Regions from separate parts of the Mus musculus genome. Here region 1 is linked to region 2. Evidence: chromatin contacts called from public Hi-C data. All regions are on one chromosome and are shown on one strand. The core of a region is the stretch at or near the end of the contact, and the rest is flanking DNA. Distances in the headings are between cores, read along the strand shown.

Evidence for each region. Hi-C and Micro-C count contacts between places; a contact is called where the count stands out from the background.
Region 1: a contact with region 2 is called in a Hi-C map of CD4 T cells, with 2.1 times the contacts expected there. The contact joins the enhancer-like site here to the promoter of Htatsf1 in region 2. A contact is called at or near these places in 5 of 39 promoter capture datasets (the C10 cell line, embryonic stem cells, hippocampal neurons and 2 more), 3 of 484 Hi-C or Micro-C datasets (CD4 T cells, cerebral cortex and cortical neurons) and 2 of 115 datasets of contacts at active chromatin or transcription factors (effector CD8 T cells and memory CD8 T cells).

Annotation. Positions count from the first base shown.
Region 1 is chrX:57,259,448-57,265,158 of GRCm38.p6, forward strand. The region is part of intron 9 of Arhgef6 (Rac/Cdc42 guanine nucleotide exchange factor (GEF) 6); the gene reads right to left. Among named protein-coding and RNA genes, the nearest start is that of Cd40lg, 50 kb to the left of the region's middle. Within about 2 kb of position 1,449, at least 10 of the 459 cell types and tissues checked have an H3K27ac peak or open chromatin away from gene starts, as enhancers often do.
Region 2 is chrX:57,049,301-57,055,282 of GRCm38.p6, forward strand. It overlaps Htatsf1 (HIV TAT specific factor 1), which reads left to right and starts at 4,270. Exons shown (of 10, transcript NM_028242.2): 1 at 4,270-4,465; 2 at 4,654-4,898. The coding sequence starts at 4,710.

The DNA of each region.
Region 1 (5,711 bases), core at 199-2,698, 210 kb after region 2:
CACAACAGGCTCAAGCCTTGCTTTTGAAGCCTAATATTATTCATAAGAAACACTTTTCAATGAATTTATGAATGCCATTTCAAATTCAATATACATTTGCTTCATAGAAAATATGGTTGATGGGGCTGTGTTATATTCTGGGTTGGGCTGGAAGAGTGGAGAAAAACATGCTATGTCATAATAACACTAGAGTGCTTAATTAGTCTCTATAACAATGTTCCTGGGGCCACTGAGGTGGCTCAGTCGGTAAAAGTGCTTGGAGTGGGAGTCTTTACAAGTGATCTGAGTTTCATCCCTAAGACCCACACTGGAAGGAAAAACTAATTCCTTGACCTCTACACTTGTGTTATTGTAATGCAACACACACACACACACAGGCACACACACACAGGCACACACACACAGCAGAGAGAGAGAGAGAGAGAGAGAGAGAGAGAGAGAGAGAGAGAGAGAGAGAGAGAGAGAGAGGCACTAAATTGGTATGTCAAAAACTTTTTCTGAGGAATCTTCGTGCAGACTTTTAAGGAGAATGAATACAGCCCTAACCTAGCAGAGGGTCAATGACTCCTCCTCCCCACCTTCCTCCCTCCCTAACAGCCTCTCTTTGGAATTGTGGTGTCCTGGCATGAGGAATGGGAAGCTTTGAGTTCTAGCCAGTGGAAAAGACACTTTTCTTTTCTTTCTTTCTTTTTTTTTATTCTCCAATGTTAGATTATCTGCTTTCTGTTTATTTGTAAACAGCCTTTGATAGCCTTCTAAATCAATAGTATATAGTATGTGCTAGCTTTCAGTTCCTGATTCTCCTGCTTTTAACTATCAAATGCTGGGATTATAGGCATACCTACACCCACCACATGTGATTTGTCTGCTTTTTGTCCCCACCACTTTTTTTTTAAATGGGACTAGCCAGTCTCAGTGCATTCCATGACTCCTCAAAGACAGAAACAAAACACGATTAAGGCTTAGAATTGTCACCTGTGTTCCTTGTTCACAGAGCAAATGGCTAGTTCTTTGGAGGTTTTCTCAAAGTCATCATGACTAGCAAGCATAGTAAACAGAGGATGAGGACTTGAGAAGAAGAAAAGTATACAGGGTATCTGTGATAGCCACTGCAATGGCAAGGGAAATGATGTTCACAACTGTTGGTGCACACTCTCTTCTCTTCTCTTGTCTCTCTTTTCAACCCTCTCCCTCGTGGAAAGGGTGGATGGGTGCTATACAAAAGCTCGGGGAAGAAGTGGGTATTTCTGTAAGGGAGCAGTTATTCCCAAGAAGAGCCAGAAAGGTACCTTAACAAGTCAGCAGGGGAGAGGAAGGGGAAATCCCAGAAGACCTCACCCAGTGGATCACAGAAGACAGTAGCAGCCATTCAAATATATGTAAATATGGGGACCCAGCAAAGCTGGTGCCTGATTACATATGCAAATTCAGGCAAGACTTCACCACATTTAACATAAGGCATCTTACGCAGGGCATCTGATTTGAAGGTTGAATCTGTTTTCATGGCCAACAGGTGCATGTGAGCATTTCTGGTTTGATATTGCCACCTACAGACCCAAAGGCAGAAGTTCACCTGGGCAGGACAACTTGAGAAGGCAGAGAGAAATCCACTGATGTCCCCTATTTCAGTAGAAGCCTTCATCAAAACACAACCTCAATCTGGAGTTTCTGTGAGCTTCGTTCAACTGGGTTTTGTATTTCATCTGTCCTCAGTGAGCCAGAGATCCATGCAAAATAGAAGATACACTCAAAGCCCAACTGAGAGAGACCTTCCAGCATTTCAGTTTAATGTCATCTCATCCATGGAAATAGGTCAGAAATTTACTTCTTGGGAGATTCCAGTGAGTCTTCTATCATTTTAAGATGTATTATAAAGTGCTCACAAAATCACCACTAATTAATGTTCAAGGAAGGCAACTGATATTTAGAAGTTATTTGAATCCTACCATGTAACACAGCTTCTAACTGACACAGTATAAAAGTGATTTAAAAAACTAGGATCAGATCAGGTAAAGTGCACATATACAAGCATAAAAAATAAATTAGGGGGTTAAAGAGATGGCTCAGTAGTTAAGATTGTTTGCTATGAAATTAAATTCTGAGTTCTATAGTTCATCCCTTTGTTAAAAACAAAGGTATCATGAATTTTGCAGGCAAATGTATGGGACTTAGGAATATCATCCTGAGTGAGGTAACCCAGTCCCAAAAGGACATGCATGGTATGTACTCACTGATAATTAGCCAGAAAGTGCAGAATACCCACGATACACCCCACAGGCCCTAAGAAGTTAAATGAGAAGAAAGGCCTAAATGAGGATTTTGAATCTCACTTAGAAGGGGGAGTAAAAAAAGTTATAGGAGGCAGATGGAGGGAGGGAACTGAGAGGGAGAGGGGATGAGAGGGGAGTAGGAGGGCTTCAGGATCAGATGTGGGGAGAGACAGGAGAGATAGCCATGAGAAGTAATGGAAATCTGCAGCTAAGGTTGGGGGTGGGGACATCTTGAGGTTGTATCAGAGACCTGAGATATGGGAGGCTCCCAAGAATCAGTGGGGGTGACCTTAACTGAGACTCACAGAAGTAGGGATGTGAAACCTGAAGAGGCCACCTCCTGTAGCCAGGCAGGAATCCCAGTGGAGTAATGGGGACACCTACTCACAAAACTTTTGACTCCAAATTTATCCTGTCTATGAGAAATGCAAGGATGAGAGATGGAGCAGAGATTGAGGGAATGGCCAACCAATAACCAGCCCAACTTGAGAACTATCCCATGGACAAGCACCAATCCCTGACACTATTAATGATACTCCGTCATGCTTATAGATAGGAGTCTAGAATGGCTGTCCTCTGAGAGGCTCTACTCAGCATCTGACTCAAACAGATGCAGACACCCACAGCCAAACTGTGGATGGGGCTTGGGGACTCTTATGGAAGTATCGGAGAAAGGATTGCAGCCTCTAAGGGGATAGGAACTCCACAGAAAGACCAACAGAATCAACTAACCTGAACTCTTAGGGCTCTCAGAGTCTGAACCACCAACCAAAGAACATACAGGGCTGAACCTAGACCTCCCCACACATATGCAGCAGGTGTGCAGCTTGGTCTTCAGGTGAGTTCCAAACAACTGAAGCAGGGGCTGTCCCTAAAGCTGTTGCCTGTCTGTGGAATCCATTTTCCTAACTGGGCCGTCTTTTCTGGCCTCGGTGGGAGAAGTGCCTAGCCCTGCAGAGATTTGATGTGCCAAGGTGAGGCGATCTCCAGGGGGAGCTCCACTCTCTCAGAGGAGAAGGGGAAGGGGTGGCCATAGACTATGGGAGGGGAGACCTGGAGGGGGACAACAATTGGGATATAAAGTGAATAAAAAAACAAATAAATAAAATAAAGCGGTGAAAGATAAATAAACACGTTGTGGGGCTAAAGAGATGACTCAGTAGTTAAGACTGCTTGCTACAAATCATGAGTTCTGCAGTTCAGATCCCAGCACTCAGGTAACTAGCTGCATGTCCACTAAATGCCTGTAGCTGAGCTCTGGGCGATCCAACACCCTTGTCTGGCCTCTGCGCTACACGGGTGATTTCCCCTCTCCTCCCCACTTTCTCCAACACACAAACAAACCAAGCAGGAAAACCAAGAAAGTGGTGATGAGTTCTATTTTCTTCAGTGAGCTATGCATAACAAATGCACATAATACAGTCTCTAGAAATTACTCTGATAGGATATAGCAGAGAAATATTTGCTCTTGAAGATGTGAAAAGATAAAGGGTGCCAATCTACTGTACCCTTTTCTCTTTTCTTCACAGCTACAGTTTCACAGATAGCATACTCCATGAAAAGATCACCAAATCCCTTAGAGAAGGGTCCACAGATGCATTTCACCAAAATGGGCATGCCACCAACATATCCCGTCCTCTTCAATTCTAAGTAAAAGGAACTGAATCCCAAGCAAGTAAGGCTGGAGAGTAGGGCACGCCCCTTCCTCTAGACCTTGCATATAAAGTGGAGGCTATACTAGGAGAGTAGAAGGCTGAAAATACTTGGGCTTCAGGTGAAGGACAAGGGTGTCATACTAGGTGAGGCGCAGAAGGATGGCAAAAGTTTTCTCTCTTCTGAGTGGGAATGTTGATAGTGAGGTTTTGTGAATGACTGAACATTAAGAACTAGCAACTGTAACTTCCTTCTTCTAACTGTAACCTGAGACTGCTTCCCTACAGATACCTATAAAGACCGACTGAGACCAGCTAACTCCTCTTCTTGCGCCGGCTGTACTTGGGTTGTTGCACCACTACATCAGAGTGCACATGGCCTCTGTGGTCACAGGTTTTCTGTTCACTTATCTGCCTGTGTTCATGTACTCACTCCATGAATCAGGTCAATCTCTGAAGCCACACTGGCCTCAGCAACTGGGTGAGCTCATTTAGACCTAGTCTCAGAAAAATAAGGTGAATAGTAATTAAAGAATATACTGAACATTGGCTTCTGGGCTCTGTGTGCACATGCATGTGTGCTCACGGATGAATCTGTGCACATACAGAGTACAAAGCAAGGGCATGCCCCAGCCTCTTTAGCTCCTTATCTGGTGGCATGATTTCTCTTTGCCGTGCTCCTGCCAATGATGTGAGCCTCCTCACAAAAGCCAAAAAAAAAAAAAAAATGTCAGCACCATGGCCATGAGCCATCTAGATTCAGAAGCCTTATAAAGTTACCCAGGTTCAAGTATTTTGTTATGGAAATGAACAACATACAATTATACCTCCTTTTTACTAAATTTTACCAATTTTTCTTACTAACATACCCAATGGTTCTTCTCAGATATATCTTTCTAGTTACATAAGGATGAACATTCTGCCAATGTAGAATAAATTCCGCAGAAAAGTGGCTGAAAGGGTAAAATTAAAAGAGCAACAATAGAGCCCAGAGCTATTGAGAGCTGACAGCAGAAAGTAGTACTGAGCCTGGATGAAATAACCACTGGAGACAGCTAGTAGCTATATTGAGAATTGCTGTGGACCATTAATGGCTTTGTGATTCCCATTTCCTACTCCACCCACCACTTCACTGTTGGTTGATGGGTATTTGCTAAATTTGTTTTTAAGTGACACATTAAAAAGTATGAAAATATACATACCACACAAAAATATATAAATAAACAAAACTTGAAAGCAAGGGTCTTGTGGCCCAAGCCAGTTATGCAAGAGGATCACAAGTTTGTCCTGTCTGGTCTATAAAGGGAGCCTGAAAATTCAGTGAGAACCTGCCTCAAAATAAAAAATGTAAAAGAGGCAGAATGTTTGTGTATCGTGCATTAGGTCGTAGGTTCAATCTTCAGTATCAACAAAAAGGAAAAATATATAAATTCAAAATGCTCTAATATCACAATCATGGCAGATAACACAATAATATCCTATCATGCAGACTAAAAATGAAATTTAAAAATTAATATATTAATGAATCATGAGATAAACATTAGAAAAACTATAAAATAGGACATTAAAATGAAAATTATGTAGAAGAATGAAACACAAGTATGCACTTTTTATCAATATATTTTCTCTTTCTTTGGTATTTCTGTTTTCACTTCTATGAACATTTCAAAATGACTTCTCATCAAAATAGCTTTTGTAACATTCAAGATAACCACAAAAAACCCTGTATAGTAGACAACCAAGAAAACATAAGACAAGAATCAAAACATACCAATAGAGTAAATCACTT
Region 2 (5,982 bases), core at 3,020-5,519:
ATACATATGTACATATATATATTATTTAAGTGTTTATAAATAAGATAGGGAACTTTTGCACAGAAGGCCCTCTTCAGGCCTTTTATCTTCTATACACATACATATATACATATATACTTTTTTTTACTTATTGATTTATATATATAAAGTAAACAAGTAATTAGAACCCTAAATTTTATTTTACCTTATCTCCCACCCATTCTCTAAGAGAGTGGCCCCCGACCTAGGTATCCTCCAACCCTGGTACATCAAGTCCTTGAGGGGTTAGACTCATTCTCTCTCACTGAGGCCAGACAAGGCAGCCATGAAGACTAACTGAGCTCCCTGTCTGCTACATAGGTGCTGTAGGGCCTTCTTCCAGCCCGGGTATAGAACAAAAGTCCAGACAGTATTTTCCTGTTTCACAAAACTAGAGCCTCCATGAGTTAGGGATGAAATAGGTATAAAATAACTTCTCAGTTTTCAAGGGCATCAGTAGCTCAAAAACTGAGATTAAAATTCATGAGTTTATTTTTATTTGGGGAAATGAACTGATTTTATTTCTTGGGGTTAACTTCATAGGTGGCTATAATAATAGCCACAATTACATTTATATTGCTTATTGTTGTACAAAGTTCTCCTGAGATATTTCGTTTCTTTTTGTTTTTTTTTTTTTTTTTGTTTGTTTGTTTGTTTCGAGACAGGGTTTCTCTGTGTAGCCCTGGCTGTCCTGGCAGTCACTTTGTAGACCATGCTGGCCTCGAACTCAGAAATCCGCCTGCCTCTGCCTTCCAAGTGCTGGGATAAAAGGCGTGTGCCACCACGCCCGACGATATTTCATTTCTTTATTGAGGGTTCTAGATAGGGAGAGATTTGGGCACATGCAAAACATATTGTGAACATGTCCTAATTTTGATCAAGGTATTTCCTTCCTTAACAATTAGGATATGGATCACAGCAATACTCTAGGAGGTATAAAAACAGTGACAAAGTCATATATGACCAAAGCGTGTCCAGAGGGTATTATCTTCCTCACTGAAAAGTGTCCCCAATTTAACATTGTATACCTTCTGTAAGCAAATGTTGCTTTAAAGCATTTCTGAAGTTCATATTATCTTAGGTTAAAGATACATCAATTTTTTTTTTTTTGTCAGAAGAAACGCCTTCCCAACTAGGTTTATAGATTACAAGATATAAGGACAAGAAAACTCCCAAACATCATGAGGATGTGTGTGTGTGTGTGTGTGTGTGTGTGTGTGTGACCTTCCATAAAGTGTTTATAAGTAAGGCAGAGGAACTTCTGCAGAGAAGGCCCTTCTCAGGCCTTTTATCTTCTATAGGCACCCGTTTTCATTCTACTCTGACACCGAGTCTATATCTGTTTGTACTCAAACTTTATGGAACAAATGTATACTGGCTCAGGCAAGTATCTAGTGCAAACTGCAATGCTACCTTGAGCCAGATTCTCTATAGGCTTCCAGGAAGCTTTTGGACAAAAGCAACTGGGTGACTTGCAACCTTGACAGAAGATTTTTTCCCAGCTGGGCATGGTGGCACACGCCTTTAATCCCAGCATTCAGGAGGCAGAGGCAGGTGGATTTCTGAGTTCGAGGCCAGCCTGGTCTACAGAGTGAGTTCCAGGACAGCCAGGGCTACACAGAGAAACCCTGTCTCAAAAAAACAAACCAAAAAAAAATATTTTTCCCCATTTCCTTGTGTGTGTGTGTGTGGTGGGGAGGTTAGGGTATCTCCAACATTAAGAGTGTGTGCTATGTGCAATAACAATCATGCAGCGCACTATCTCTTCTATTGTAAACATACTCCAGAATGAAATGGAAGCCTAATAACAAATTAGTGAAAAGATCTATATACAGTTTTTAGATCAAAGCAAGAACTACTTAGCAGTGTTTAAATGCATCTAACAAAATCCACAGCATATATACAAGTTCAGTTCTCCAATTCTTCTACTAAAAACAAGAACCTCGTAAAAATAAGTATATTTGGAAACAACTACTGCTTTAATAATATCACTAAGGTTGAAATCAGATTCAGAGGTCTGTGAGGAGCCAAAATATTCTAGAACCCACCTGGAACCACTGTATTTACAAACAAAGGTGACTGGAATCGGAGTAATTTCTGACAAGCTTTTCCCTATGGTCAAGTCTGGGTCATAGTACTGATGTTTACACATATAGTATTTATTGCTACTTTTTTTCTTTTTTTTTTAGTGTCTTTTTTATTATCAGGTATTTTCCTCATTTACATTTCCAATGATATCCCAAAAGTCCCCCATACCCTCCCCCCCACTCCCCTACCCACCCACTCCCACTTTTTACTTTTAATGATTAAAAATTTTACTTGAATAGTTAACATTATTGCAATGAGCCTTGTTGATGAATGTAATCCATCAAAAAAAAAGCTGTTTAGAATTGTCTACTTTTTGAGTGTAAAAAGATGCACTATGTTCATAGCAGCCTTATTTATAATAGCCAGAAGCTGGAAAGAACCCAGATGCCCCTCAACAGAGGAATGGATACAGAAAATGTGGTACATTTACACAATGGAGTACTACTCAGCTATTAAAAAGAATGAATTTATGAAATCCCTAGGCAAATGGATGGACCTGGAGGGCATCATCCTGAGTGAGGTAACCCAATCACAAAGGAACTCACACAATATGTACTCACTGATAAGTGGATATTAGCCCAGAAACTTAGGATACCCAAGATATAAGATACAATTTGCTAAACGCATGAAATTCAAGAAGAACAAAGACCAAAGTGTGGACACTTTGCCCCTTCTTAGAATTGGGAACAAAACACCCATGGAAGGAGTTACAGAGACAAAGTTTGGAGCTGTGATGAAAGGACGGACCATCTAGAGACTGCCATATCCGGGGATCCATCCCATAATCAGCTTCCAAACGCTGACACCATTGCATACACTAGCAAGATTTTGCTGAAAGGACCCTGATATAGCTGTCTCTTGTGAGACTTTGCCAGGGCCTAGCAAACACATAAGTGGATGCTCACAGTCAGCTATTGGATGGATCACAGGGCCCCCAATGGAGGAGCTAGAGAAAATACCCAAGGAGCTAAAGGGATCTGCAACCCTATAGGTGGAACAACAATATGAACTAACCAGTACCCTGGAGCTCTTGTCTCTAGCTGCATATGTATCAAAAGATGGCCTAGTCAGTCATCACTGGAAAGAGAGGCCATTTGGACTTACAAACTTTATATGCCCCAGTACAGGGGAATGCCAGGGCCAAAAAGTGGGAGTGGGTGGGTAGGGGAGTGGGGAGGGGTATGGGGGACTTTTGGGATAGCATTGGAAATGTAAATGAGGAAAATACCTAATAAAAATATTTAAAAAATGCTTAAAACAAAATAATTGCTGCTCTCCCGCATCTGGTGCTCCTGTCATATTGTTCGCCAACTATAACTGAACCGCCCTTGATTTGTGCATGTCTTAGCTGCTGCCTCAGAATCTCCCTCAAAGCCTGGCACTTAATAGGAGTTCAGTAAATACTTGTCTGTCCTAAAAATATGGACCCCTTCCCTTTTCTAGGTGCATGAAACATCTAAGGAAAAAGCTCAGCTTTTCTTGGAAGACTGTTGGCTGTCTTACTAAGACACAAGGAAATGAGGCCATAGGGTTATGTTTACACTCAAGCTTCAAATTCCAGTCTGGAACACCTCGGACACGTTGCAGTAAGCTGCAGGCAAAAGCTCCTCTCACCTACAGCAGCCAGAGGGTGGTACCAGATGCCTAAAAGGGGGGTGAGATTAGGAAGTGATGGGGCCTTCTGCCCACTGCTTGTTAACTCATGCTTCACTAGACCTCCAAACAGCATGTTATGTGTTTGGGTTACTAAGATGAACAAAACCCGCGTGTACACTAAGGACAAGCATTCGAAAAATAAGACAATCCTCGGCTCCAGTGCAGGGGCGGGGATTTGCGCGAAGGAGGCGCCAAGGTTTCGCGAAGCGGGAGAAACTTGTCCCACGGTCCCACCCACCTCCCCAAGATGGCGCCTGCCGCAAAGCCCATTCCGCGCCAGCTCTACTGGAAGAGTCCTTTTTCAGGCTATCGCTTCGGCCAAACTCGTCCGGAGCGCAGAGGAGCCCGAGGTTAACGAGGTGCCATGCATTTCGGCAGGCTGCGTCCCTAAAGGCCAGTTCCCAATAAGTACAGACACGCGGCGGCAGCCGGGCTCCGAGGCCCCGCCCCCTGGCCGCGCAAGCGTCGCGGACCTTTGACGTCCCGTGGGCGGGTCGGCGCGACCCGCTACGTTGCCACCCGCGCGGACAATGGCGACTGCATCAGCCTGAGGGGGACTTCGCTCTCAACTCGTTGCCTGACGTGGCGGGGAGGAAGCTGTGGCGCCTCCGGAACCGGCCGCAGCGGTGACAGCGCGCCTGCGCGCTTCCGCCTCGCCCTGGCCCCAGCAGCGGCGGCGGCGAGGCCCTGCGGAGCCCGCCAGGTGGGTGGCAGCGACAGCGCTGACCATTTGTTGGCGCAGGCGTGCACGAGGGGGGCGGGCGGGAGGGCGGAGTCTGGGCGGTGCCTCGCAGACTTCCCAGGGTCTGCTGGGGCGCTGCGGGAGGCGGCCCGGGAGTTGCAGTGCACAGTCCAAGCTCTGCAGACCTCTCTTTCTCTGCTCTTGTCCAGCGCCCTCTCGGCCTCTTCACTTCTCTGACCGCGGTGTCCGGGACTACGTGAGAACCATGAGTGGCAACAACTTGAGCGGGAACGATGAGTTTGATGAGCAATTGCGAATGCAAGAATTGTATGGAGGAGACCCCAAGGAAGGTGACACCCAGAATGAGCCCTCTGGAGAAGCCCATTCTTTGGGACAACCACCAGATGACACTCCTTACGAGTGGGACCTTGATAAGAAGGCTTGGTTCCCTAAGGTAAGAAAGAGTATCGGAGTCCCACTGCGGAGCGGGGCCATAGGGTTCACTGGCAGCCCTTGCGGGACATTCCTCTTCTGTTTGCTCCACTGAAGTACTAGGTCTCTGAACCGGTGGTTGGTGGCTAGTCTATTGGTTCAGTCTATTGCATTCCCGATGTATAAAGGAAAGTAAATCTTAGGGTGGTGCCTTAAGTGATTTTTTTGTGCCTTATTAATTTGTGTATGTATGTGAAGGTCACAATTCGTTTTTATCTTGATATTTTTACTGCACAGAGGAAGAACACCAAGGAAATCACATTAGTAAGACTTTTATCCTGTATAGCCAAACTTAATTTACGCTTCCTGTACATGTTTGTGTAGAATGCAGCTTGTTGATTTACAGGGTGGAAGAGGTGTCATTCACCTCTACTGAAGAAACTTTTCTTGATTCTTGTTTTATCTATTAAATTTTGTTCCAGGGCATCTGAGTTCGGACCCTATAACCACAGGAATATGACTAGGAATGCACAGGAAATGAATGAAAGAGATCTATACATTTGTACTTGGGAATTGCTAAGTGTTTAATTTCAACATGGAAATAGCACAAGTGGTGTTGAACCTGGTCTTGTAAACTGTATGGTAACTGTACTCTGTTAGTCTTAGCCTCATAGGAACTTTGGCATCAAAGGGAACTAACAGCGCGACAAGCGACCGGAGAGGCAATCACACAAAACTTTTTCCATTGTGCAGGGGGATTGATTGTTGGTTGAAAAATTTCAGCTATTTATTTGTGCATATTTTAAGCATCCCAAACTGTAAAAATTTACAATTGAACTTCTGGACTGGCAATGCCCACTTGACTGTACATGTGATTTCTTTAAAGAGCGCTTTTAGTAGTCTGACAAACAATTATTTGGTATCTGGGTACCCAAAAGTGGATTCGGTGATGAAATTACTAGTTGACTTTGGGTTTTACCATCTCGTTTATTCAATACTTTTTTTGTTTTATGTATTGGCCACTTTAGTCATATACACTGTAGAGAAGTAGTAATTTATAAACATGTAGGAACGGGTGATAGCATCACTTAAAACTATGCGTGTTG